3 separate regions of the Mus musculus genome follow, and all the other regions are linked to region 3. A link is a contact called in public promoter capture Hi-C data. All regions are on one chromosome and are shown on one strand. The core of a region is the stretch at or near the end of the contact, and the rest is flanking DNA. Distances in the headings are between cores, read along the strand shown.

What was found. Promoter capture Hi-C pulls out the DNA fragments that hold promoters and counts their contacts.
Region 1: a promoter capture Hi-C map of pre-B cells shows a contact between it and region 3, with 4 times the contacts expected there. The contact joins the promoter of Clns1a here to the promoter of Thap12 in region 3. A contact is called at or near these places in 3 of 39 promoter capture datasets (the C10 cell line, liver and pre-B cells), 1 of 484 Hi-C or Micro-C datasets (uterus) and 1 of 115 datasets of contacts at active chromatin or transcription factors (astrocytes).
Region 2: a promoter capture Hi-C map of liver shows a contact between it and region 3, with 3 times the contacts expected there. The contact joins the promoter of Rsf1 here to the promoter of Thap12 in region 3. A contact is called at or near these places in 3 of 39 promoter capture datasets (liver and pre-B cells), 1 of 484 Hi-C or Micro-C datasets (CD4 T cells) and 1 of 9 other capture datasets (adipose tissue).

Annotation. Positions count from the first base shown.
Region 1 is chr7:97,695,074-97,698,249 of GRCm38.p6, reverse strand. Clns1a (chloride channel, nucleotide-sensitive, 1A) reads right to left here and starts at 1,593. Exons shown (of 7, transcript NM_023671.2): 1 at 1,381-1,593. The coding sequence starts at 1,520. It overlaps Rsf1os2 (remodeling and spacing factor 1, opposite strand 2), which reads left to right and starts at 1,783. Exons shown (of 3, transcript NR_154552.1): 1 at 1,783-2,138.
Region 2 is chr7:97,577,901-97,581,384 of GRCm38.p6, reverse strand. Rsf1 (remodeling and spacing factor 1) reads right to left here and starts at 1,489. Exons shown (of 16, transcript NM_001081267.2): 1 at 1,280-1,489. The coding sequence starts at 1,481. It overlaps Aamdc (adipogenesis associated Mth938 domain containing), which reads left to right and starts at 1,888. Exons shown (of 5, transcript NM_001177945.1): 1 at 1,888-2,019.
Region 3 is chr7:98,701,427-98,704,679 of GRCm38.p6, reverse strand. It overlaps Thap12 (THAP domain containing 12), which reads right to left and starts at 1,433. Exons shown (of 5, transcript NM_028410.2): 1 at 1,202-1,433. The coding sequence starts at 1,290. It overlaps Gm15506 (predicted gene 15506), which reads left to right and starts at 1,752. Exons shown (of 1, transcript NR_144495.1): 1 at 1,752-3,253. It also overlaps the pseudogene LOC108167485.

The DNA.
Region 1 (3,176 bases), core at 344-2,843, 1.0 Mb after region 3:
CAATAAGTAGGTGTTTACATACCCATTGTAGTCAGCTATATAGCCCAGAAGAGAGGCCAGGGAAAGTACCTTAGAGAGACACATGCTTCAAGAGTCTTCAAGTCTTTTGAAAGAAGACTTAGGAGAGAGAAGGAATGGAAGAAATAGACTGTAAACTGGAAAACATCTGCTGGGTATAAGCAGTAAGATCTTTGGTGATCTCCACAATTTCTTCTGCATGTGGAGTGGTGGAACACAGATATATTCCTAACTTTGACAAGATCCATTTTATTTGCCCATGTGTATTAGTCAGGGTTCTCTAGAGTAACAGAACTTACAGAATGAATGAATGAATGAATGAATCTCACAACTTCTTCCCTCCCATCCCTTTTCTTTCTCCCTCATGGCTACTCCAAACACATATACCAACCAAACTGCGCACCCACCCACATTTGTATTTCTAGTCGGTGTCTAAACACCCAGTCCCACTATCCACACTGTTCTCTGAACAAATAGCTCTTTACACGTTTATACCCTGGGCTCTGTAGTAGGCATAATCTTGGTCCCCAAGAGATTTGTTTTCCAGTGCCATGAAAGAAGGGACTTTGAATGTAATTAAGATTACTAATCTACTGATGGTGAAATAAACGAGATAGCCTGGATTTTCTAGGCAGGAGCAATGTTATAACTCGAGCTCTTAAAAGCAGAGGATTTCCTTTGTGGCCAACAAATAGAATATAGCAAAAGGTAAACCAGAGACTCTGAAAGACAGGAAAGAATGAGAAGAGAAAGAAAGAATGAAAGAAAGAGGGGGGAAAGGAGGGAGGAAGGGAAAGGAAAGAAATGGGGAGGGAGGGCGGGTGAACAGGAAGGTATGGGGTGGGGGTAGGAGGGTATGAGCGTGTATGTAGTGTGTATTTTAGTGGCATGTCTATGTTATTGTGAAAGTACTGAATCCTGCAGGTAGTGAAATAGAAGAATTCCTTCCAGGACCTGCACATCCAGGAGTCGGGTTCGGCTGGTTGTGACTCCGCCCTGCGTGGGCCTGAAGATGGTCCTTCCCCCCAGCCCCCACAAACACACACACTTGAAGCAGAACATCCCAGCTCATTAACCAAACGTCGTAACCCGTCACAATCTGAGCTACATATTCCACGCAGGGAAATCGTCTAGTTGACACGACCATTCCGAAAGCTAGGCCCACGGAAAAACTAACCGAGGCTCTGCAGACTCAAAACTCAACGTGACCACGCGCCAGGCTTGCAGGAGACAGGCCGGTTCGCACAGGTCGTTAGGGAGAAACGCGGGCTAGGGGACAGAACCAGCCGAGCTCGGGAGGGGACAATCCCACCCTGCCCGCACAATAGCGCCGGCCGGCTGGTCGGCGCCCCCCAACCTTACCTCTCCGCGATGTAAAGCGTGCCGGTGCCGAGCCCCTTCCCGTTCAGCACAGCCTCGGTGTCTGGCTGCTGCAGCCGGAGCCCGTCGGCCGACCCAGGCGGCGGGAAGCTTTTGAGGAAGCTCATTGCCGGGGAAAGCATCGCTCCACGCGAACCGAGAGAGGCGAGTACCGCAATCGCGGCTCGCACGGAGCTGCCCCGGAAGCAGTAGTCGTAGCCCGGAAGAACAACTTTCTCAGCGAGGGCCTTAGCATGCGGTTGACCATAGAGACGGGATGTTCTAGGCAACTCAGAGGTCCGCAGCGAGCCGGCTGGCTTTTGTCACGTGGCATCGGTTCCCCTTTCCCGCTCCTCTAAGGATGCTTAGAATAATCGAGTGTTTTCTATGTGGTTCTCTTTGAAGGTCATAGGAGCAAACCCCGAGAGAGGATGTATAAGGAATACCAAGCCTTTCCCAACAAAAAGCGGGAAGGGACCCAGGCCCCAGGAGTCCCTCGCCGAAGGAGGACTCACAGAAATAAAATCCACACGCATCTGGAGATCCCAAGTCTCCCGGCTGGGTGCACGAGTCTACCCTGCTTCCGCCTCGTCAGGCCTGTTCTCCTTGGGTTCACACAGCCATTTACCAGACCTCTTAGTCCCCACGTCGCCGGAGAGATCGAGCGCCCCATCCCCACGAGTCATGCCACGAGCACGAAAAGGTTACATTAATGATGGACAGTGCGCAGCAAGACAGTCAAAAGACTGCCCGAGGGAAAGGTAGGCCACTGGTTAGGAACCCTTGCCTTCCCTGTTCGCTAGGTCCCAGTGAATAAGAGCAGTGAAAACCTACAGGTTTGGTGAATAGAAACCCATAACAGAGACCTATAGACCACACAGCATACGGACTTTACCTCTTATATTTCTTCATGGATTCCTTCGTGGTTTTTGAGACAGGGCTTCTTTAAGTATCCCAGGCTGGCTTCCAATACATAATCGATTTGCACCGAACTCCAGTTTACTGGTACTACTATGAGCACCCATCACCACACTTGCTCAATTAATTTTTTTCTTTATGATACACAATATGAACACATTTTCTATTACCCACTTTAACAGATGGGACCTGAGGCATTAAACTCACAAGCTAGAGTTGGTGGATGGAATTCAGTCAGTTGACCTCTAGACTCCACTTTTTTTGGCTGTAGAATTGTAATATCTATGGGGCTAAGGCTGTTTAGGTTGGATAACATACATGGAGGATGTGATAGCAGTTTTATCTTTCTTTCTCTTCTTCCTCCTTTTTTCCCTTTGGATTCTTTTCAACAGAGGAATCTAAAGATTTTTTTCCTCACATATATGTATATACCTACCTACATACAGTCAGGTGTGAGCCACCCTGCCTGGGCGCAGTGACCCTATCTGCAAAGGCATTAGGCAGTCTCACAAGCTGACCCATGTCTCCAGTCAGTTCCAAGTGTTACGTTTTAAAATTTAGTTTGTTGTTAGTGAGACTAGGAGGCAGGTCCCCTGAACAGGAATGAGAAGGTGGGAGTGGAGTAAGGGAGGGGATGAGAAAAGATTCTAGAACTCTCTGAAGGTTAAAATCCTCGTCATGTGGATATAGATTGAGAGGAAGAATTTGTGACGATGAAGACAAGAATAGACAAAGAAGAGAGGTTAAATATCGTTTCTAAATTTCCAGTTTAAAACGTTGAGTAGGTGTGCTTTCTAAGTGGTAGATTTCAGAAAGAGGTTTTCAAGGTAGGTTCCAAGGGTAGCAGATAGAGTTCTTGCTGGATTAGCTTGGGTTGAATC
Region 2 (3,484 bases), core at 240-2,739, 1.1 Mb after region 3:
GGTCATCTACGCACAGATCAAAAGAAAAAGAAGAAAAGAAGACCTATTTGGGAAACGTTTCTTCTTTTGCCAAGGGCTGTCGCTAAACAAAGGCAATGTTCGGAGTACACAAATTAGGCTTCTCCTAGGGAAATAAAGTACCAGAAAAGGAGCGGAATGGATCGGGACTAATAGGGGAGAGGGTTAGCGCTCAGCGTGTAAAGACTGCAAGCAGCAAACACAGCGCTGAGATGCTCCAGCAAAAGAACCACGACCAGCAGCAGCAGCAGGAAGTTTCAATGGGGCCGGGCAGAGCATGCGCCCTGAACCCGCGCGGTGGCCTTATGTGGAAGGAGCACCACTTGCGAACACCAATAATAGACCAGCGGCACCAGAGAGAAACATGAGCAACAAGCACCTTCTTCAACTGTTTCCCCAGCCATCTGAGCCCCTCCTCCAGCCTACAGACTAACCACCCCACCCCAGCCAGCAAATGGAAGAGTGACTTCTTCCCTTAAGCCCTGTAGCTGAGATAGGGGGAAGGGATAGAGAAAAGTGGAGAGATGCTTTTCTATTATTTTGGGGGAGGTGGTGAGGAGAAAAACTATGGAGGAGGAGATATTAACCCTCTCCTACCCAGAGCGGAGAAGCTGGGCCGAGTTCATTTCCCCTTCCTACGCGAGAATAGGGGGGAAGCCCCCTCTCTGGTCATAGACTCAGATCTCCCAAGGAGGAAGGAGTTTGGGGGGCTAGACCAGCCCTCCAGGGGACGGGAAAAGGCAGGAGCCGACTCTCTCGGGGGAGTTCCCACCACCGGGAGAGCGGAGTGTCCGCGGGCCCCCGCCCACTCAGGTGGAGTGAGCAGAGGGGGCGCCGAGAGAAGATGGGCCCAGCCTCCCGGGAGACGGTGGGGCGGATTGGTGGGAGGAGGGGAAGAGAAAAGCGCAAAGCTGGCCGGAACCTGCGCTCCCCTTCCCCCGCCACCTAAAGGGGTAAGAACTGGAGGCAACACCGGCGCGGGGGACCCGGCCCCAGAGCGTCAGGCCGGCACAATACCCCCTCCTGGGCCCTAGCCCACACCCGGTCCGCGACGCCCCCACCTCCGTCCCCGCGGGGCACGGTGGCCCTAGGGGGCCTCCGCCCCGCCTCCCCAGCACCCAGGAACCCCCGGGCTACGAGGAGTAGGGACTCCGCGGAGGCCAATCCCTGGCGAGGGACGGCCGCAGAGCCCCAGGGTATCTATGGAGAGCTAAAGCGCGCCAGGGCCGCTTCCCGCCGGGCTTTCGGGCCGATCGCTTACCTTCTCCGTTGCCGATGTCTGGCGGCGGCGCCTGCAGCACCCGCTCCAGCTCTGGGAACGGCAACTCGGGCAGGTCCAGCAGCGGCCCGTAGCGTTCCAAGAAGGAGCAGACTACGGCGAAGTTGGGGCACGAACCCGGGCAGCCCGGAGGAGCCATCGCCGCTGCCGCTGCCGCCGCCGCCGCCGCCGCCGCCGCCGCCATTTTGAACTGGAGGATGGAGGAGGAGGGGATGGGGGGGCGGGAGGAGTTGGGGGGACCGAGGGATGGCAGGGTAGCTTTACGGACGACAGGAGGCGCTCTCGAGTGGACGCCCCTGCGGCGGCGAGCGTCTCGCGCCAGGCGCCGCGATCCCACAATACCACGCCGGCCCGGAGCAGTCGAGAACTGAGTTAGATCGGGGACAGAGAGGCACTCTGGGCCCTTCACTTTCCGCCCTCTTCCCGTCCCCTTCCCTCTACGACTTCAAGGCTCCGACTTCTTCCCTCCCACTTCGGGGTCGCTACTGCCTCGTGTGACAGGGGGAATGAAAACAAGGGAAGCGGGGCGGAGAGGTTGGGGGCGGGACTTTCTAAGAACGATAGCCAATGGGGGGAGGGGGCGGAGCTTCGGGTGTGGGCCGGCTGAAGGCGAATTCCAGGCCTGGTGGCTGAACCGCTGTGGCTCAGAGTCCCTCGGCTAGCTGCAGGGAAAGGTGAAGCACGGATCCGACTGGAGGAACAACCGCGAACAGAAGCGCTGCGTGAGTTTTCTGCGGGATCTGGGAACGGAGACGACCAAGAGAGAGAGACAGAGAGGGAGTTGAAGAGAGACACCAAGATGCAGCAAAAGAGAATGGCAGGGAGGAGAGAGGTTAGGAGAAGGAAAGGTGCGGTTGTGGCTTGGCGCGGGACCCTGGAGAGAAGTCTCAGAAAGTTTGCTGAGGGGTGTTGCCCTCTCCTGAGTGTTGTGTGACCAAACTTTTCCTGGGGGGACGGTAAACACATCTCACCCCAGACAGAGCTCCCACCGACAGACCGAAGTACAGATAACACCAAAGTCCAACTTGGCGAACCAATGCGTTTTATTTTAACAGGAGCATGGATAAGGGGTCACTTACAGGAGCAGGAATGACTCAGAGACAGCTGCGACCCCAGGGCCCACCCCAGCATGGGTGACAGATTATAAAAACTGCACAGCCTGCAGGCAGCTCACTGCGTTGGCATGTCCTTTCCAAGTGACTCTGGTCTGAACCTCTTCCAGGCAGCTCAGCTGGCTTCTGCTCCTCCCAGGCAGCTGGTCCCATCTCAGAGTCTTCTTTGCAGTGCAGCTTGTCTGAGAGGCTTTTTTTTTTTTTTTTTCAGCTCAACTTCCTTTAGTTTGAGAGAGACGATCACCTTTTACTGTTTGCTCTGACAGAGAGAGACCTAATGAATCTGGTTAGTTTCAGGGACTTCCTGAAGCTGTTTTGAGTTGTTTTACTGTCCTGTTTAAAGAGCTTCCTTGCCAGATGGAACCGGTGGACCAGGGCCTAAGGTACTCTGTGGATCACTAATGAGGAATTGCCTCTGCTGGGTGACCAAATCTGAGGAACCACTCTCTACTCGGGAACTAAGATGCTAAGAAGACTCTGGGCTCAGCTCAGGCTCTAAGTTGGCCAAGGTCTAGAGGGTGAGCTAGGATTCTACTTAGAAAGCTGGGAGTTCGCTGCACAGCAGTAAGCTTGTTAGGAAGCAGAGTTCTACTCCATTCCAGAGTTGGTTGTAGCATTCTCTCAGAAAGAATCCCAGAATGGGGAAAGTCATCAACAATGGAAAATAAATAGAACCTGCAGCTTAGGAAGCAGTATACTGTATGCTTAGGAGCAGGAAGTAAGTTTGAGTTGAACCAGACTTGAGTCCTATCCCTAATTACTTTATAACCTTCCGAAGTTTCTTTGTTACTTTGAACTTTAGTAAAGTGAATAATAATATCTACAGCATGGATAGTTCACAGTAAAGTGGTTAGTATGTTTTTCTGTCACATTGAATGTACTTTGAAAGATTCCTTCTTGTCCTGGCAGGTGGCAGAGTCAGGAAGAACTCTGAGTTCAGGCTATAGAGTAAGACTGTTTCAAAGAATCAAATCTTTCTTATAAAAAAATTATAATCTAGATTGAATCCAGCTATATTGAGCCTACAATTTATTACATTATGCCAAAATTTTAAGAATATATTTAAAACTTACAT
Region 3 (3,253 bases), core at 184-2,683:
TTTATACTTTTTTTTTTAAACGGGTTCATGAGACAAGACTCACACTACAGCCCTAACTGGCCTGGAACTTACTCTAACCCAGGCCTGCTTCAAATCTCAATTCTCCCTGCCTCCTCAGCGCTGGGATAACAGACAATGTCCACTGCTCAGCTCCCTGGCTATGCTTTTTTCTTTAATCTGCTCTGGTATATGCACGAGCGTTTTGCACTTTGAGCATACCTGGTACACAGGAAGGCCAGAAGAGGTTGTGTAATCCCCTGGAACTGAAGTCACCTAATGTGGGTATAGAACCCAGGCCTTCTGCGAGTATAAGTGCTCTTCAGCATTGAGCTATCTTTCCACCTGTTCCCTAGCTAAAAGCCCTTCCAACCCCTGCTGTATTTTTCTTCAGGATATTTTTCATTATTGGACACGGTATTATAAATATTTTACTTGCCAATTTCCCAAGACTTGAATGTAACCTCTGAGAAGAGGGATTTTCATTGGTTCATGTTACCCACTCTCATACTCTGACCAATTTCTACCAACTGTCGGCTTTCAATAAATATTTGCTCAATTAATATCATGCTATATTCAGCGCTCGTTGATAGATCTGCTCTCTCTCTCTGTGGATTAGGTGCTTTCTGCCGTCCGTGACAAAATTCACTCGAGTCTCCAGCACCTGACATGAGTACTTCAAACATGGTTAAGCACTGATTTTTAAACGAATGAGCCAACAGGAGAGCTCTGAGAACTACCTGCAGTCTATCACACTAAGTCCCTATGATTCTCAGACTACGTCCCAGATTATAAACTACCCCAAGGAAAAGTGAAGTTGCAATACCATATTCCCACGCCCTCACACTTGTCCTCTGTGGTCCCAACAACCAAGGGAGACAATGAGTAACGGTCGGCATTTGAACACTGGGTTGACAAGTCCGAAGGAGGCAGTTGTGACCTGATTTAAGATCAAAGAAAGCGGCTCGCCTCCAAACAGAAACACTGTCCTAGAAGAGACCAGTGACGCGGGGGAAGGCAGGGCCCCTGGGAACACAGCCCTGGAGAAGGGTTACTTCTTTGACAGCTAAGGAACCGCGTCGGACCACCAAAGGCGCTAAGCGCCCACTTCATCCGCCTTCGCGCCCCCGGGTGGCACCCACTGGGCCGGGTGCCCGCGAGCGCACGTGCGCGCAAGTCCCTGAAGCTTCCGCGCCCCACTCACCTGGCCGGGTCCCGCGGGAACCTGAAGAAGGCCAGGTCAGACTGCGTGCTCTTCCGTGTGCAGTTGGGGGCAGCGCAGAAGTTCGGCATGGTCGTCCGGCCGCCGGCCGGTCCAGCCCTCCCCTCCCCGCCTCGTCAGGGCAGCGCGGCCGCCCCGCGGGGCCGGGGAGGGGAGCTGGGCCGGCCGGCCGGCTCCGCAAGGCCGCGCGCGGAGGAGGGGCTGGCGCGCGAAGCCGCGAGGGGCAGGAGGGGCGCGCGGGCCGAGGCTGGGCTGGGGCCGCGGCTCCACAGTGCTGTGTGCGGCCGGGAGGATTTACCGCCGCCGCCGCCGCTGCTGCACCTCCAGCCCGCCCGGGACGCTACCGCCTCCTTCCCACAATGCACCCTGGCGCTGGAGGGTGCCCTCTCTTCCCTCAGCTATCCGCCCCCGCCCTCTTCGCAGGCGACCGTCCCTGCGGGCGGGCATGCGCACTCGAGAGGGTCGGGCCAGCTGCGTAGTCTCAATGCACATGCGCACAACCCAACCCGCGCAAGGAAGGAATTGCGCATGCGCTGTAGTCTCCCCGGGACTGGCGAGCGCAACCCCGGGTTATTCGGGTAGGTTTGCTGTGTGCGGGTTCCTGCAGATCCAGGGCAAGCTAGAACGTTACTTCACGGCTGCGTCTGCCCGGCTTGTGTAAAAGTTGTCACGGTTCATGCGTCCATTGCGTGAGTCACCGTAGACTCTTAAAGGCAACAGATTCGGGATGACCCTTGCGATTGCTTTGAAACAACTCGCGGGTTGAACGCAAACATGAGTTGTAGAGGATTTAATTTTTAACCCGTTTTGCCTTCCGGTTACTCTGTGACCGAATTAGTGCTAGATTGCTAGCCGCACACCTTGACTAGACGCTAGGGTAAAAGCTCAGAAAAGCAGTAACTTCCTTGGTGGTTTCCAGAGAGGCAGGAATAGTGCAATGATTAGGCCAGCAGCACCCTAGAGATTTTTACCTCAGGCTTCTCACAGTCCTGGCCTGATAACGTTCCTGTATGGTTTTGTTTCAAAATGAGTGGCCGCTATTTAGAACAAAGTATCAAATTTTGCGTAAAATCGAACACGTCTGCAAGTAAGACCCACCACTTTTGAAAGAAGCGTATGGGGGTGAAGTGGTGTCGAGGGCTTGAGTATTTGACTGGCACAAAAGGTTTAAAGAAGGGTGGGAAAATGTCTGAGATGATCCATGAAGTAGTCGTCCAGTCACCCACAGAACGGATGCAAATATCCAAAAGGTCACGGACTTTGTGTGAACAAGCAGTTAACAGTGAGAAGGATGGCTGAAGAAATTACATTTAGAGAAAGAAACCATTAGATTCATTCTGAAAGGAAACCTGAACACGAGAAAAACGTCTGTCAAAGCTATAGCAAGTATTTTGAAGGATCAGCCTGAACTTGGGGAAATTTGAGTGTCCATCTGGTCATTCAAAGGAAATTAAGAACGCTAGTTTATAGGTGAGGGAAAAGAGGACAAGTTCTGAGATGTGGAGTTAGCTGCAGCAGAGTGCTGATGAGGAAATGGCTCTGCCTGTGTAGAATCCCAGAAGTCGGGCCCCTGCCAGCCACCTTCTGCAGGGAGCATGCTCAGAGAGTAGGAGATCTGACGACTGCTACGGTATCAGACATGGAGATGCAGCGTTTGGAGTTTGCCCAGCTGGTTTCCTGTCTTGCTATTGGGATTACAATAAAGTGATTGGATGAATCTCAGAAGAGACTTTGAACTTTTTTTTAAAAGATTTTATTTATTTATTTTATGTATATGAGTACGCTGTAGCTGTCTTCAGACACACCAGAAGAGGGCATTGGATCCCATTACAGATGGTTGTGAGCCACCATGTGGTTGCTGGGAATTGAACTCAGGACCTCTGGAAGAGCAGTCAGATCTAACCATTGAGCCATCTCTCCAGCAACTCTGAACTTTTAACATTGTTGAGCTGCTATAGACTGGGGACTCTGGAAATTAGACTAAATGTATTTTGTATTATGCTATGTTTAGCTGTGGCCCTTATAGCCTCATAT